3 separate regions of the Mus musculus genome follow, and regions 2 and 3 are each linked to region 1. Evidence: chromatin contacts called from public capture Hi-C and promoter capture Hi-C data. All regions are on one chromosome and are shown on one strand. The core of a region is the stretch at or near the end of the contact, and the rest is flanking DNA. Distances in the headings are between cores, read along the strand shown.

Region 1 (3,833 bases), core at 647-3,146:
ACACCAAAGGGCTTGCCTACTAAGCAGTAGATCTGCAGCCTGAGTCCAGGCCATGGGAATCCAGGGCCCACTGCCCTGGTCACTAGGCGGCACTGCCTAGTCCAGTGGAGAAAAGGGTTTTACTCTTTGAAAATTAAAGTCCAGAAGGAAGTTTATAATCACTGACTAGTACTTAGCTAAATGTCAGTTCCTATAAATAGTAGGAACTAAACTCTTAAAAACACACCTATTCTTAAAGCAACTGATTATGAAATCATTTGGAGGGCAGAAATGAGTATGTTCTTAACAAATTTCACAGCCATTATAATACATTTCCTTTCCAAATCAGCCTAAGAACATTTGTAAAGCACACTACAATTTATTAGGTGGGTTATAAAAACGGGAAATTTTTGAAACACTTTGATAAGTGAAAAATTTTGAAGTTTCTTACTACTTAGTGGGAAAACCACACAAGAGATATTCATTCTCCTGAAAACTTGCCTTTACAGACACATTGACATTTAGGTTCCTCAATAGGCTTTCATAAAAGCCTCACATGTATGTCAAGTGACATTCTGATTTTGTAAGTAATAAGAAAATAGATCCAGACCGATAAGCTAGATTTATAGATGAAGTAACAAAAGGCACCACAAATATTCATTCTAAAGAAGAAAGCCCTTCCTTCTCTCCCAACCACCGGGGGGAGCTCTCCTGCAGAAGCACTTGTCTTTCCTCAGCCTTGAGCTCTAGACCGGCTGAAAAAGGAACATCAGGAAGACTAAGGCTGAGCCTTGCCCCCTACCCACAGCATAGGGCAGGTTGAGAACATATTCGACACTTATGATACTTCAGTGTGCTGACTCATTGGTGTGTGTGTGGGGGGGGGGGGGTGAGTCAGCTGAGGACCCATGAGCGCTGCTCTTTTCATTCATTCACACTACAGGATCAGAGCAGACGAAGCTCCACGGAGCACTTCAAATACAAAGCGCTTAATTCTTGCCTAGGTCTTCCAACTTAAATTCTAATTTAAAAATCCTATTAGATTGAGGGTTTGGTTTTTTGACAATGTAGGATAAGAGAACAATGTCCTAATTGTCAATTGAATATAGCTTCAGTGGCTAAAACTCTAGTTTCATATCCCCATGGTAACTCACTTTTTTAATGCATTGCTTATATTATTTCTTTTTAAAGTTAGATATTTTAACTGACTTGCTCATTTTTAAAAAGAATAATGTAACTGTGATGAGCATGTTAGACTTACTCAATATTACAACGGCAAAAAGTAAATACAATATAATTCCTGGACTTTTAAAAAAATTCAGTCAACAAATGTTTTCAGAGCACCTATTACACAGGCACTGCACTTGCGGTCAGCTTTTCTTGGAGAAAATAACAGACCAATCTTAGGAATGTTCTATTAAGTACACTTATGAAGTATAACTTTTTTCAGGAAATTAAAAAAATATATATCTATTGCTCCGTAGCATATTTGGCTGTTGCAAGTCTGATTCACAGTTGCAAGTATATTTTGTTCTCTATTCAATCAGCTTCATTTTATTGTACAAAAATGCTTATTTCCTTTAAAGCACTGAATGACAACACACCTTTTAAAACAAAACAAACACAACAAAAATCTCTTCCTGTTTTCCCAAAGTCTGCCCATATTCATTCCCTTCTCCTGCATAGGCACATGTGTCCGTGCAAAGATCCGCTGAGTACCCTCTCACCTGAAGAAGAGTTTGGAGATAAAGCTGGCTTTCTCCAAAGGCGACTTCTGCATGATGTCTCCGTGAGGCAATGAGGTCTGTGTTCGGCTAAATTCAGGTTGGACTCGACATCTGGATATCCAGGACCAGGTCAATGCTTTTGGCTCGTCCCTTTTACTCAGACCTGAGGTGATGTCATTTGCTTCCAATTCCCCCCACCCACTCGGGTCCCACACACCTCCCCTTCCTCAGCCTTCTTCCCCACGCCTCCGCCGCCCAGGTTAAAGCCAGCGCTGCCTAGCCCAGCCTCACAGTCGCTGCTCTCCACGCCCCGCGCCCGCGCCCGCCCCGCGCGCTCCTTGCGCTCCTTCCTCCAGCGCGCCCCGCGCCCGCCCGCCCGCCCGCCGGCGCCACCTTTTCCCTGGCCCTCGGCCTTAGCGCCCGCCCTCCAGATCCCCCCGCGTGCCTACCTTCAGGCAGCCACAGCAACACCGGCTCAGACTGCGGGCCCGACCCTGGGCCCGGGTAAACCGTGGCCAATCTGCGGGACTTAGAACCCTTTTTTCGTGGAAATAAAGACCACTCACTGATCTCCTTGGCTTCCTGGAACCTTTCTCTTCCTTCTCCCTTTCCCTCTCCCTCGTCCTCTCCCCCTTCCTCTTCTCCTCTTTCTCCTTTATCTCTTTCTCCCCCGTCTGTTCCTCTCTCTTTTCTTCCCATTCCTCCCCTGCCTTCATCTCTTTCCTCTTCATCTCTTCCTCTTCCTCCTCCACCTTCATCTCTTTCTCCTTCATTTCGCTCTCCTCTTTCCTCTCTTTCTTCCTCTTTTCTTCCCCTTCCTCTTTCCCTTTCACTCCTCTCTCCTCGTTTTTCTTCTCTTTCACTCCCTCTTTCTCCTGTCTCCTTAGCTCCTGGCTTAGTTACAGATAACTTTTCAAGATCCATTTTGAAAAGGAGATGAAAATGTGGCTCTTTTGTATCAAAGAACACTCAGGAAGCAGCAAGTTCCACAGTACTCTGAGGTGTCCACCTCAGTAAGCCCTTCAAGAGCTGGACAAGACCTAAGCTCTGTTGACTGAAGGCTCTAGAGTAGCCATAGTGGCACAAATACCTATGAGGTATATGTGTGTCATACACATATGTCACAATTCCCTGATATGTCATAATTACAGCAAAGGTCCTACCAAGGAAAGGGAAGCTACTACTTTCCCTTATGAGGTACATGTGTGTCGTACATATATGTCACAATGCCCTGCTGTGTCATAATTACAGCCAAAGTCCTCAAGGACAAAGAGAGCAAAGAGGGCCCTTTACCTCCGGGCCCTGCTCAGTGTGCAGTGTGGTATTTCATGTGTGTGTGCTAAAAAACAACAGGTGGACAGTCTAAACTAAATGACCCTCCTTTCCTTTCCCTAGTCTGCTAAGCAAAATATCTTGACTGAGACACTAAAAGGGCCTCTGAGTCACTGAAGCAAAAGTGTCCTAGTCACTCAAGCTCACAGAGAGAAAAACCTGAGTCTTTAGCTCCCTGGAGGCTTTGGAAGTTTCCCAAGCTGTGCACCTTCCTTCCAAGGTTTTTGGTGTGAGAAATGTGTGTCCAACACAAAACCCTGCTGGGTTGTAAAGAGTCAACACTTAAATATCTAAACCCTGTTTTGCCAAAGCAAGTTAAAATAGAGTTGAATTTTTTTTTTCTTTATTGAAAATTGAACGTTCTTTCTATCCCGGCAGTGGTGACGCACATTTTCAATCCCAGAACTCAACACTCAGGAGTCATAGGCAAGCAGATCTCTGAGTTCGAGGCCAGTCTGGTCTACAGAGCAAATTCCAGGACAACCATGGCAACACAAAGAAACTACGTCTTGAAAAACCAAAATCTGTCGCCATCTTGGTTCCGGGACTCAGCAGAACTTAGGAAATTAGTCTGAACAGGTTAGAGGGTGCGCCAGAGAACCTGACAGCTTCTGGGACGGGCAGAAGCACAGAGCCGCTGAGGCAGCAGCCTGGGCGGGCCGCAGACAACCGGCCACCATCCGGACCAGAGGACAGGTGTCCGCCTGGCTTGGGAGGCGACCTCAGCCTCAGCAGCAGCGGTCGCCATCTGGGTTCCGGGACTCCGCGGGACCTAGGAAATTAGTCTGAACAGGT
Region 2 (3,833 bases), core at 826-3,325, 680 kb before region 1:
AGAAACTGGAAAGAAAAACTTAGACTATTTACTATAGTAGTTGGTAAACAGTAGTTATCATAAAACCCCAGAAAAGTCCTCTCACCTTCATTTTATACACAAATATTTTATCAGGCGACTTTGTGATAAGATAGAACTAATCAATGTCAATACTTTTGTTCCGCTTTCCCTCTGTAAACCTTTTGTAACAGAAACAAGATATTTAAACATGAGGCTTAGTGGTAATTCTTCACAAGGCTGTATGTCAGACTAAATAACACACAAGATACTTAGCACATGATATGCATTTAGTCTTTGTCACTTTGACTGGTATGGCCTATGAAAAACAATAAAAGGATTAATAAAATTAAGGAGCTCTGATGGCTCAGTGGTTAAGAGTACATACTGATCTCCAAAGCACCCATACATTGTGGCTCACAAAGACCTGCAACTCTAGTTCTTCTGGCCTTCTTGTGTAGTGTACCCCCACACATACAGCAGATATTCACACAAACATACATGAACAAACATGAGCAAAAATAAATCTTAAAAAAAAAATCACAGAATGGGATAACATGGGATTAAATTTCATACAGGAAATATTTCAATCAAAGATGATAGACAAGGCAATGGTCCCAAAGATTGTACCACCAGTGAAGTCATAGCTAACTTGAAGTTTCCAAAACCATTTATTATTTTTGGAAGAACAATGAAATCACTGAAGACACACTTCTCAGATTAAATCACCTCGTCGATAAGCAATTTATTGGGGCATACACATAATATGTAAATCGTTTAAGGTCTCTAATGGCATAAGGAAGAGACACAAGAAGAAAACCAATCAGCTATTGCACAGCTCTCCATTTCAGATCAGAGGCCTTCAAGGTTGATTAGAGAATCTGTACAGGTAGCCAAGAGACTAAGGTTAAATGGATGAATCAATGGGTGAATCATAAGAGCAGTGAACTAGGTGTGCTGTGGTGCCTGAACACTAGGCCAGAAATGTTACCTCAAATTTGCAATCAATAAGCCTAAGGAAAGAGAAAAACGGAAATGTCACTCACCACAATCATTCTGCCATCAGAAGTAATAACAGCCACAGTCCCTGAGAACCGAGTCAAGGAACGTATTTCTTAAAGAATACAACCTGAAAACTTTCAGCCTGGAAAGAGTTCCAATTACTTAAAAAGGAAAGAAGAGACAGAATCAAGATTCCACACTGCCACTGCTCTTGAGGGAGAAAACTGAAGTTTTTAAACTTGTTTCAATTGTACCTCGAAAACAGTTCATCACATGGGAGAAGGGTATGTGACCGCTTGACTCTGGTTTAAACAGCAGTGTTTCCAACCTATGACACTGAGTCAGGCAGACTCATTTCTTAAGCTTTAAAATAAAAACTAGGTGAGTGCTAATTAATGTTGAATTACTTTATGCAAGTAAAGGACCTTCTCATCCAAGACTCTGTCATAATTAATGCCATCAAGTACCAATAATTCTTGTATCATTAAAAGCTCTCTGTATTTAACTATGTGTCTTAGGTTTTGCCCCGACTTTAGAACAGCAATTCTAACTTAAAAAATTCAACCGGGCTTTTAAAAGCTACTCGCCACTCTCTAAACACCATGACAAGATTTCAAGCAGAGGTATGGGACCTGAAGCCCAAATCTGAGAAGCATCTATCTGTTGTATGCTATCTCTGCTTGGGGGACCTGCAAACGCAGAGTTCTTAGGAAAACAGTGCATCTTATTCCGGATGTTGGGACACACGATCAAAGGCCGTGTGCAGAGAAGTTCGAACTACACCGAGATCTGTGCTGTGGGTGCAAAAAGCCCCGAGGCCGGCCGGGAGCTCCCTCCACGAACCCCGACCCCGGGTCCTCCGCCCACCGCCCACCACTCCGGGCCTCCCGTGCTCCCTCCCGCCCCCGCCGCCGCCTGAGCGGTCGCAGCAGCCCGCCGGAGGATACGGTTGATGTAGTTCTCCAAAGCAGACGTCATGCTGCTGGGCCCGGAGGTCCCGGGAATCTGCGAGGGCTCGGCAACGAGGAGACAAAACACCGCCCGACAGAAACCCGGACAGCTTCGCGCCCGCTGGCGAACGCAAAGACCGCGAGACTCTGAGGCCTCAGCGGCGACGAATCAGGGACGGAAAGGAGCCGGCCAAACAGGAAGCCGGGCGGGGCTGACTAGTGGGCATGCGCAGTGTGTTTCCGCCGGGCTTCTGGGCGGCGCTCGCACGCCGAGACCAAGGCGGGGACAGGCAGTTTATGGAGAGGTCACTGAAGGTGGGCTGGAAGGAGAGCCTGGAAGGAGGCTCTAGCGGACGGGAAGACACTGTGGTAGTTACTAAAGGTAGTGTGGGAAGACACTTTCTGCCGGAAGACACACGACATGAAGATGGTAGCATTGGCTACTGAAGGAGAGAGATTCTTTGTTCTCATAGGCGACATAGATGCAGGGTGGAGGGAGTTCTAGCTTTCTCACGCGTGAGCCAGAAAAGTTTAAAAAGCCAAATAGCCCAGTACAAAGGGAGCATATTGTAGCTCCATGATGTGCATTTTCGGAGAATCCAACTGTATACAGAATGTTAGTGTTGAAGAATGAAAAATTACTGGCCTCTTGTAAGAACATGAACTTTTTACCTCGGAGCCCACCCCCTCCCATCTAGAAAACATTTTTGAGATAAAGGCTTCCTGGAACAACCTCAAAATGAACCAGGTACTCCTTAGTTACGTAGGTTCCTTGATAGGACATGACTCCTTAGTTACATAGATTCCTTTGGCAGAACTCCCTAGTGATGTAAACTTGTACTTTCCCTGCCCAGTTCTCCCCCTTTGAGTTTTACTATATAAGCCTGTGAAAAATTTTGGCTGACCGTCGAGACTCCTCTACCCTGTGCAAAGGTGTATGAGTTTCGACCCCAGAGCTCTGTGTGCTTTCTGTTGCTGCTTTATTTCGACCCCAGAGCTCTGGTCTGTGTGCTTTCATGTTGTTGCTACTTTATTAAATCTTACCTTCTACATTTTATGTATGGTCTCAGTGTCTTCTTGGGTACGCGGCTGTCCCGGGACTTAAGTGTCTGAGGGAGGGTCTCCCTTCGAGGGTCTTTCATTTGGTGCATTGGCCGGGAAACAGCGCGACCACCCAGAGGTCCTAGACCCACTTAGAGGTAAGATTCTTTGTTCTGCTTTGGTCTGATGTCTGTGTTCTGATGTCTGTGTTCTGTTTCTAAGTTTGGTGCGATCGCAGTTTCAGTTTTGCGGATGCTCAGTGAGACCGCACTCCGAGAGGGAGTGCGGGGTGGATAAGGATAGACGTGTCCAGGTGTCCACCGTCCGTTCACCCTGGGAGACGTCCTAGGAGGAACAGGGGAGGATCAGGGACGCCTGGTGGACCCCTCTGAAGGCCAAGAGACCATTTGGGGTTGCGAGATCGTGGGTTCGAGTCCCACCTCGTGCCCAGTTGCGAGATCGTGGGTTCGAGTCCCACCTCGTGTTTTGTTGCGAGATCGTGGGTTTGAGTCCCACCTCGCACCTTGTTGCGAGACCGTGGGTTCGAGTCCCACCTCGCGTCTGGTCACGGGATCGTGGGTTCGAGTCCCACCTCGTGCAGAGGGTCTCAATTGGCCGGCCTTGGAGAGGCCATCTGATTCTTCTGGTTTCTTTTTTTTTGTCTTAGTCTCGTGTCCGCTCTTGTTGTGACTACTGTTTTTCTAGAAATGGGACAATCTGTGTTCACTCCCCTTTCTCTGACTCTGGAGCATTGGAAGGAGGTGCGGGTCAGAGCCCACAACCAGTCGGTGGAGGTCAGAAAGGGTCAGTGGCAGACCTTTTGCGCCTCCGAGTGGCCAACGT
Region 3 (3,833 bases), core at 657-3,156, 650 kb before region 1:
TTATAAAACAGAGGCTATAATCCCGCGGTAGAGCCTGTTAGAATGTGTGGGACCTTAAGTTCAATCTTTTGCACCCACAAGCAGCAGAATTTTAGTATTACAGATGAAGTGAGAATCTGAAATGTAAAGCATTAAAATACAACTAACACAAAGTCTTGTCTAATGTTATTCCCAATCTATAGTTTCTCAAATATGAACAACTTTACCTCCAAAAGTACACTTGGCAAGTACATTTATCTTTATCAGAGCTGGATGAAAAGTGCTATTAGAGTCTGTAGGTAGAAGTCTGAAATGCTGCAAAATAGCCTAGAATACATGGGCTGGAGAATATTACTAAAAGGTCAGCATTTGGAACAAGTTAGGACTGGACTGTGATAGATAAAGCTTCTATCTCAAGATTTCAAGGTAAGACCTGTTGTTTGAAAGGAGACAGACAGAAAAGATGCTTTGGATGAAGGTTTGGGGCAAGCTTACACAACACTTGAATATATGTGACAGTTGGGATGAGAACGAGAAAAACTTGATTTAGCCTTAACAAAGGCAAGAAAGCTGGGCATGGTAGTAAACACCTGTAATCACAGCAGTTGAAAGCTTGATGCAGGAGGATTGAGAGTTTGGAGCAGCCTAGATCACATAAAGAACCCTCTACCACCCAAGACACACACACAGAGAGAGAGAGAGAGAGAGAGAGAGAGAGAGAGAGAGAGAGAGAGAGAGAGAGAGGGAGGGAGAGAGAGAGAGAGAGAGAGAGAGAGAGAGAGAGAGAGAGAGAGAGAGAGAGAGAGAAGTGGAGGTTGCAATAAGTAGGGCACCATTGTATAGCACACAGAGATGAGGTTGGGTTCATCTTTCACATTTATTGGGCTTGCAATTTGGTTTACCTTCTATTTTCATTCCTTTAAAGTGGGGAAACAGAGCTGGAGAGGCAGTTCAGCAGGTTAAGAGCACAGGCTGCTCTTCTGGGTGTCCTAACTACTTCTCTGTTGCTGTGAAGAGACACCAAGGCCAAGGCAGCTTATAAAAGAAAATGTTTGCTGGAGCTCATGATTCCAGCAGGCTCCAGTTTATGCCCACCATGGTGTGGAGCATGGCAGCAGGCAGGCAGGTAGGTATGGCACTGGCACATTAGCTGAGAGCTTACCTCCTAATCCACAAGCATCAGATGGACAGACAGACAGAGCACTACCTGAGAATGCCCACCACCAGCACCACTCCTCCAATTCTTCCCAAACAGTTCCAGCAACTGATGATGATTATTCCAATTATTCAAACATAACAGTCTCATTAAAGCAATCTCTACTCCCCACGCCCTGTTCACCCACTCATGGAAAAATCAGCTATCTCTTTCTTAGCATACAGGAAGAGATACCATTGTCATTAAAACCACAACATCAGAGGACTCACGTTTGGTTGCTGGCTCCCACACTGGGTGACTCTCAACCTCCTTTAACTCCAGCTCTAGGGATTCCAATGCTTTCTTATGGCCTCAAAGGACACCGCACTTAGATGGCATATACAGACACACACATATAGGAAAGAGAAAAATTTGAAAATTAAACTTTTAAAAGAGAAATTGTTGAAAAGATTCAGTATATATTAAATGTCCCAAACATAAATGTGTCAATAATGATACTTAACATCGTTAAGATATTGTGAGGATGCTAATTATATCACTATCCATGGTTGTCATTATGTTTACTTGGAAAATTGCAGTCAGGGCACAATAGTACTGTGTAATGATGAAAATGAACAACCAAGAGAAGAGGGAATAACACACAACAAAACTTTTGCAGGAGTTATGGAAAGCCAAGTCAGATTCATCAACATCTCCACCTTCCTGTATACTAGGAAAGAGATAGCTGATTTTTCCATGAGTGGGTGAATAGGGTGTGGGGAGTAGAGATTGCTTCTGTGATTAGTCAGATACAACCTAGTTAAATCAACTCCCTGCTGGTCCTGCACCCACACAGCTGAAGAGAATTCGGCTCAAAGTGATGACAATGATGACTGCTGTCTGCTGTCTCCTGCCCTGATGACCATTTTGTCCTTCTGTAGTTACTCAGGTGTAATGATGCTGATACCCTTCATCCGAAGGGTCTGACCTGATTGGCTCCATACTTTCTTAACTACCTGCTTTCTAATCCGTACCTCCTTCAGCCATAAATCACTCTTAGAGCAAGTTGTCTTCTTTGCCTGTTCCTTGACAAAACAAAAGTATTTAGAGGAGAACTTCAGCACACTAACTGCTATTATTTCTCTCGTGTTTTTTTTTTTTCTTTTTAAGTTTTACTCCTTTTGCTTCATCCTGCTTCAGCTCTTTGAAGTAAAACCTCTCAAAAGAATTCCCTGTACTAATTGTCTTACTTTCTCCACTACCTTTTCAATGGATTTGGCATTTTATAGCCACTGTTCCACAGATCACTCTTACTAAGACCATCAGATCATCGATGCAATCTGTTTTTAATCCAGTAGTAAGCTTTCAAGTCTCACTAGTGGACTATCAGTGGCATTTGACGTAGTCAATGACATTTTTTTCTCTAAAATTTTCCACGTGGATGCCACACTTTTCCCTTCCCCTCCTCTCCCTCCCCCTTGGCTGCTCCTTCTTAACCTCATTTGCTTTGCCCTCCAAAACTGTCCTTTCTATTTATATTGTCCCTGAGTGATATATCCAATTTCATAATTTTAAACACCATATGTTTATGTCTACTAAGTTTATATGTTCAGCTTGATTCCAGAGTAGTGGAAAAATACTCCTCATTGTCTTGAGCTAAATATTTATAGCTATCTCAAAATTAATATGTGTAACAGATAATGAATTTCTTCAGATTTCCTTACCTCTACTAATTGATGTGCCACTCTTATGGTTGACCATGCCCAAATTGTGTAATAATGCTTAAGACTTGTGTCAGAGAAACATCCTGCTTGGAGCACTACTCTTCTCAGAACTGGATTTGGTCTGCAAAAAGAGGGCCATGTATTGAGACTGAGGTATGATTGAAGATCTGTTGGGGACAGAGGTTGGCAAGCCAGCTTCAAAACTCACATAGGTGAAGCTCTCTCAAAAGTATCTTGAATTGATAGAACTGCTCCTAGAACACATTAGTAGCGATGGAAATAAGGCTTATATAGACCTGCTGTAAGATCAAAGGGTAGCATTTATAATTAGATGGCACTGGTACACAAGATTCTGAGTAGTGCTGCATGTGGGCTCAGCTATGGTACATCCCAACTTCCTCCGAAGACTAGAGCTGACACTCAGGGCCTTCTTGGCAAAGTTGAGTATGACTGACAACACTCCATTGAGCCACTGGGATTGCTCCCTGGTTTTACCCTTGATGGTCGGAGACTTTATGTGGTCTTCTCTTGGGTGAAAGCTGGCAAGCTTTGATGTTGCATAGACAGATGAGTATTCCAGCTATTTCCCACACAAGTTGATATAATTCTCACGCTTGAGCAAAGAGAGGCAGGGGCTAAGACAAAGCTCCTTTCATAAACTGTTGTGGAGTAAAGTCTGTCATGCTAGCTGCAATGACTCAACTGAGTGAGGCTCTGTCTGTGCCCTGTCACAAGCAATGCAAACAGGAAACACAGCTGAAAGAGCTAGAGATGCATTACCAAGGAACTCTCAGGTCCTCTGCTGAGATCCACCTTCTAGAAAGACACATCTGCCTACTGAACCACCCTTAAGTAGTACCAGCATGTTTCCTGGGCCCTTTGCTATATAGTTTTGGTTGTAGGACTCAATGTCAAATGTAATTAGACTCCTGTTTTAGGGAAACAAAGTCTCCAGAGGTGAACTACAGTTGAACCATTCCATCAGTGAGTTTGCT

What was found. Promoter capture Hi-C pulls out the DNA fragments that hold promoters and counts their contacts. Capture Hi-C pulls out chosen DNA fragments and counts their contacts.
Region 2: a capture Hi-C map of embryonic stem cells shows a contact between it and region 1, with 5 times the contacts expected there. The contact joins the promoter of Lsm8 here to the promoter of Cftr in region 1. A contact is called at or near these places in 6 of 39 promoter capture datasets (the 3T3-L1 cell line, cranial neural crest, maxillary cranial neural crest and 2 more), 1 of 115 datasets of contacts at active chromatin or transcription factors (forebrain) and 1 of 9 other capture datasets (embryonic stem cells).
Region 3: a promoter capture Hi-C map of hippocampal neurons shows a contact between it and region 1, with 2.6 times the contacts expected there. The contact joins the enhancer-like site here to the promoter of Cftr in region 1. A contact is called at or near these places in 13 of 39 promoter capture datasets (the 3T3-L1 cell line, 3T3-L1-derived adipocytes, the C10 cell line and 8 more), 3 of 115 datasets of contacts at active chromatin or transcription factors (embryonic basal ganglia, pancreatic cancer cells and stem cell-derived neural progenitor cells) and 1 of 9 other capture datasets (embryonic stem cells).

What each region holds. Positions count from the first base shown.
Region 1 is chr6:18,168,750-18,172,582 of GRCm38.p6, reverse strand. It overlaps Cftr (cystic fibrosis transmembrane conductance regulator), which reads right to left and starts at 1,896. Exons shown (of 27, transcript NM_021050.2): 1 at 1,707-1,896. The coding sequence starts at 1,759. RefSeq lists silencers at 1,455-1,695, 2,245-2,615 and promoters at 1,745-1,978, 1,745-2,881.
Region 2 is chr6:18,846,877-18,850,709 of GRCm38.p6, reverse strand. It overlaps Lsm8 (LSM8 homolog, U6 small nuclear RNA associated), which reads right to left and starts at 2,075. Exons shown (of 4, transcript NM_133939.1): 1 at 1,947-2,075; 2 at 1,044-1,084. The coding sequence starts at 1,977.
Region 3 is chr6:18,815,429-18,819,261 of GRCm38.p6, reverse strand. No RefSeq gene overlaps it. Among named protein-coding and RNA genes, the nearest start is that of Lsm8, 31 kb to the left of the region's middle. Within about 2 kb of position 1,906, at least 5 of the 459 cell types and tissues checked have an H3K27ac peak or open chromatin away from gene starts, as enhancers often do. A contact at or near this core is called in hippocampal neurons, where this site is marked.